Linked DNA regions of Zea mays: region 1 is linked to region 2. A link is a contact called in public Hi-C data. All regions are on one chromosome and are shown on one strand. The core of a region is the stretch at or near the end of the contact, and the rest is flanking DNA. Distances in the headings are between cores, read along the strand shown. Region 1 holds the start of LOC112163627. Region 2 holds the start of LOC542452 (potassium channel 5).

Region 1 (2,700 bases), core at 132-2,631, 170 kb before region 2:
ACGCATTGCTTTCCTAGCAAGAGCTGCATCAATATGCCTTCCTGCAGCTGCATATGTGCTTGATAAAAGCATATGTGCTCCAGAGCTGCGAGACCCAGTCTCAAACAGCCTCTTTGCAGCAATTGCTGCAGTGTCAGCATCTTTAAATATGCGGCATGACATGAGCAGTGCACCCCAAACAGACTCAGGTGGTTCCATAGGCATGGACTCAATAAGATCAAGGGCTTCCTTTATAAGTCCTACACGACCAAGTAGGTCAACCATCGAAGCATAATGTTCAGCCTGTGGTTCAATGCCATAATCTTTCATGATAGAAAAATATCGCTTCCCCTCATCAACAAGGCCAGCATAGCTACAAGCAGTGAGCAAGCACAGGAAGGTTATGTGATTGGGCTGGAATCCAGCCTTCTGCATCTCCATAAATCGCTCAAATGCTGCAGCAGTATGCCCATGCTGAGCAGATGCAATGAGCACTGCATTCCAAATGCCAAGGTTCTTCTCAGGTGCTTCATTGAACACACGGTAAGCACACTCTACAAGCCCACACTTCGAGTAAACCGAGACAAGTGAGCTGCTCACAAAAGGTGACGCGTCAAGCGCTGTCTTTGTAGCCCTGGCATGCACCTGGGCTCCAAGCTCAAAGAGCGTCGCTGCAGCACATACACGGATGATGGAAGAAACGGTGTAGTCATTCACAGGCACAGCCTCCTCAAGTGCCAAGCGGAAGATTCCCATCGCTGCAGGATGCATCCCCGCGTCAGCATACCCACATATGAGTGCAGACCAAGAAACAACATTCCGTTCTGGCATATCATCGAATAGCCGGCGGGCGTCTGCAAGGTGGCCGCACTTGGCATACATGTCGACAATCGCCGAGCCAACAAACACGTCGCCAGCGAACGGAGTCTTGGCAGCAAGGCCGTGGAGCGCGTGAGGGGAGAACGGAGGGCGCGACAAGGTCTCGGCAGCGGCAACGGCCTTTGCAGCCAAAGGGATGGAGCGGTCGGTGGCAGGGACGCCCGCGGCGAGCATGCGGCGGAACGTGTCGAAGGCAGCGGCGGCGAGGCCGTTCTGAGCGAAGGAGGAGATGAGGGAAGACCATGCAGCGGGAAGGGGCGGCGCGGGGAGGTCAAGGAAGGCACGGAGGGAGAGGTCAGGGAGCGCGCAGCGCGCGTAGAACGTAAGGAGGTGGTGCGCGAGCAGCGCGTGGGAGGAGGCGGTGGCGGGGACGTGTCCAGCCTTGAGGAGATGGCCGTGGAGCTGCTGTCCTTTTGGGAGCGCGCGGGCGGCGGAGAGGGCGACGAGGAGCTCTGCCAGCTCGCGCGCGACTGTGGGTAGTATCAGCGGCGCGGGCATTGTGGACGACAGCCTGTGCAGGGGAAGGGCACGACCGTACGACTCGCGCAGGTTGAAATATTTCGCTCTTTAGCTGGACTTGTCTAGGGAAAGAATCCATTCTCTTCTAAATGACTAAGACCTTGCCCATGTGTATTGAATAAGATTGTAAAAAATAATAAATTTTTTTGATTTGTTTGTGATTAAAACCCGCTCAATTCCACTCAATCTATATAAATTGAGAGCAAAACGAACAAGTTCTAAGGTGGTTTATAAAAACTAGAGGTGAATCTACTAAGGTGGTTCCAAATATACTAGTTTGTATCCCTGTTTATATTCCGTATGGCCTGTTTGAAAACACCCAGTTTTTAAGAAACTGGTTTAAAAAAACTAAGTTGGTTCTAAACAAACTAGTTTATATCCTAGTTTATAGAAACTGGATTTTTCAGTTTTTAAAATCAAGAAGCTAGCCTCCACTAGCTAAAACCACTTTATGAAAAGTTGAGGTGGTTCAAACACCATAAACCAGTTTCTAAAAACTAGAGATAAAAAACTGGATTCTTAAAAACTTAGTTGAAAACCTACATCGCTCGAATCATAAAATAAATTGTCCTTAGTTGAAATATTGTCACACTTAAAAGCTAGAAACTCAAACTCTCTTCATGATTAACTTAAGGAGATTTAGAGAAAAATAAATTATTTTTTTCTATAATCCCTTTCAACCTTAAGAGAATTTTAGTTTACAATCTATCGCTAAAACTCTAAGGGCTCGTTTGGTAGAGTTCTGCTTCATGATTCTCTAGTTCAGAGAGCTGATTCTCTAATAGAGTGATTGAAAGGGAATTAGGCTTACACCTATTTTCCTAATTGATTTTGGTGGTTGAATTGGCCAACACAAATAATTGGACTAACTAGTTTGTTCTAGTCTATAAGTTATATAGGTGCCAAAGGTTCACAAAAAGCCAATAAAAAGACCAAGAAAAGGGTTCAACAAAAAGAGCAAGGGATAACCGAAGGCACCCTGGTCTAGCGCACCGGACTGTCCGGTGTGCCACCAGACAGTGTCTGGTGCACCACCGGACAGTGTCCGACTGTCCGGTGCACCAGGGGACTCCAAGCTAAACTTCGCACCTTCGGAAATTCTCAGAGGCGCTTCGCTATAATTCACCGGACTGTCCGGTGTACCACCGGACAGTGTCCGGTGCCCCAGAGGAGAGCGACTCTGAACTCGCCAGCTTCGGATTTCTGCTCCGCTAAAATTCACCGGACATGTCCGGTGCACACCGGACTGTCCGGTGAGCCAGCGGAGCAACGACTACTTCGCGCCAACGGTCGACTGCAACGCGTTAAATGCGTGTCTGCGCG
Region 2 (2,700 bases), core at 19-2,518:
AATTTTAACTCGTTCTAAAGTCTACGTAACATAAATATTAATTCTTTTTTATAAAACATTTAGTTATTATTGTTTTAGCCATCTTTCTGGGTTTGCTCGGACATTTTTTATGTTATTGGTTCAGTCATTCCAACGTACAAACAACATTTAAGTCATTCTATGTAACTTTAAGTCATTCTAAAGACTAGGTAACGTTTAAGTTATTTTAGGCTACATTAAGTTATTTTAGGCGAGATGGCTTGGCTGGACGGGCGGGACGACTTGATCGGCTGGTTGGGCAGGCGTGGTGGGCAGAGCCATGAGGGGGCGCGCGTTGGCCGGGTGGCACACCAGGGTGGTCCAGATGATGAATAGATCTGCCTTGGTGATATATATACTTTTTCTCTGTGGTGACTCGCGAGCTTAACGAGCCAACTCGAGCTCGTAAATAAGCTAAGCCAAGCTAGTTTTGTGGCTTGTTATCTTAACAAGCCGAACTAAGTCAACCCATTAGCTTAATGGGTCAACTCAAACTCGACCGATATCTAGCCCTACACACGGGGTACACACGCTGGGTTGGCTGAGGCCGTTCTGTTTCTCTTAACAGGTTGGATCGGAGGCTTTGTTTGGTTAGACGTACAAGAAGGGGTGAAAGATGACGGTCATATTTTTTATAGTGTTTAGATGAGAGTCGAACGAGAAAAAAAGTAAACACCGAAGCAATTTCTAGTGACAGCTGGTTGGATGATGTCACCTGGTTACAACTACAGGGAACACTCCCCCCCCCCCCCCCCCCCCCCCCCCCCTGCCCGTGTCACGGAGAGTCGGAGGCAGTCAGGCAGATGCAGCCCAATGCACCCGCACGGCCGCACCCCTCACGCGTTCGCGCCCGAGCGGGGCCAGGGGCGCGCCGCGCGCAGCCGGGAAAAGCCAAATCCCGTTTCCCAGAAAGCCACCCGGTGTCATCCTGCTGAGTGCTCCCATAAAATGGCGCCGAGCGCGCGCTTGCTCCCGCACCAACTCCGTTGTCCGCTCCAGGCTCCAGCTCTCCTCCCTCGGCCGCGTTCTGCGGCCTGCCATCGCCCAGCCGCGCGCGCTGCCGCCCAAAAGCTGAAAATAGATAGCACCACGAGGGGGAGACCGACTAGACAACCCGATCCTTAGCTAATTACGCACGGGCTGCCAGATTCGGGGCGCGCGGCGCTCCTACCCACCCATCCCTCTCCCGGTAAACCCCGGGGAGGTTTACCGCGTAGCCGCTGGGCGGCGGCAAGGCGGTGGGGGAGCAATGGCAGGGTGCGCACCCTCCAGGGTGGCGTCGTGCGGGCCGTGGGGCGGCAGAGCGGCGCTAGAGAGTGAGCTGTCGTGGGACGGCAGCCACTACAGCATCTCCAGCGGCATCCTGCCGTCGCTCGGCGCGCGGAGCAACCGCCGCGTCAAGCTCAGGCCCTTCATCGTGTCGCCCTACGACCGCCGATACAGGTTTTTTCTTTTCTTTTCGCGGCGTCCTCCTCGTTATTAGCTCCCGTTCGGTTCTGCTTGCCTGTGTCGTCCTGCCTACCGTCGATCTCTGCGGGCTGGATTGGAAGGTGGCTCCTTGTTGTTGCATTGCTGGCCTGATGCTTTTGCCTCACCGGTGGCTTGCTCTGCCTGCTTTAATTTTGGTGATGGTCGGCGATGAGTTGGTTGTATTGTAATTCTGGTAGTTGTTGAAGATAGCGGCCGAGCTTTCTCTTCGTATGTGATTCACTAACTGTTGAATTCCAAATATGTTTCCATGAATTAGAATGGTCGCTTCTGAATTATTTTTTGTCGCTCAAAGTTATTGATATCTGTGCACTGTCTTCTTTGCTTCCTTTCTTTTTATCGTCAATTCTCTTCGATTGTAAACAGATATAATTGATCTTTATAGATTTTTATTACTGCTTTCTTGGTTTGACCTGGACTGAATAATTATTTTCCCTTTTTACTGCAATAATTGGTATGTTTATGTTTTGCCTTTTTTAGTGGTCGCACTTCTGCTTTGATTTTGTTTACTCGTTCATGATATCGATGGTGACGTATCTGCATTTCTCGATTTACCGTCCTGCGCTTCTTTCTGCAACTATTAGTTGTGCAAAGTGCTCATTTCCGGAATTCTGGTGGAAAACCTTTTCTGAATCGTTTTATAATTTACTGAATTGTTAGTTACGGTGGGTGGTATATGTCTGCGACTGCGTTTTCCAGGGTAGCTTTTGTTTTGCCCGTTTTTCTTACCACTGTCAATTTTTTGGGGTGCTTTTTAGTTTATTACTTTGTTTTTCTAAATCAGTGAGGGCTGCGTTTGTTTTTTTCCCATAATTTCATAATTTACTTGCAACCAAAACTAATTTTTGCATGGATATTATTGCTTCACCCTTGCATGAGCAGGACGATTTTGCTGGTAAAAACTAAAAAAATGATATTTTTAGTTACAACACGAAAAAATGGTTCTGATGGTTATTAATTCTATGCAGATGCTGGGAGACTTTTCTCATAATCCTTGTGGTATACTCTGCATGGGTTTCCCCATTTGAGTTTGGCTTCATTCAGAAACCAACGGGCGCCCTAGCTGCAGTGGACAATGTCGTGAATGCGTTCTTCGCAGTGGACATCATCCTGACCTTCTTTGTAGCTTACTTGGATAGAATGACATACTTGCTTGAAGATGATCCAAAAAGAATAGCTTGGAGGTATACTACC

What was found. A called contact is a pair of places that touch in the nucleus more often than the background predicts.
Region 1: a Hi-C map of ear shows a contact between it and region 2, with 2.9 times the contacts expected there. The contact joins the promoter of LOC112163627 here to the promoter of LOC542452 in region 2. A contact is called at or near these places in 3 of 25 Hi-C or Micro-C datasets (ear, leaf and tassel).

What each region holds. Positions count from the first base shown.
Region 1 is chr8:151,119,299-151,121,998 of Zm-B73-REFERENCE-NAM-5.0, reverse strand. LOC112163627 reads right to left here and starts at 1,381. Exons shown (of 1, transcript NM_001361379.1): 1 at 1-1,381. The coding sequence starts at 1,356.
Region 2 is chr8:150,950,692-150,953,391 of Zm-B73-REFERENCE-NAM-5.0, reverse strand. LOC542452 (potassium channel 5) reads left to right here and starts at 1,268. Exons shown (of 11, transcript NM_001112010.1): 1 at 1,268-1,461; 2 at 2,475-2,700. The coding sequence starts at 1,268.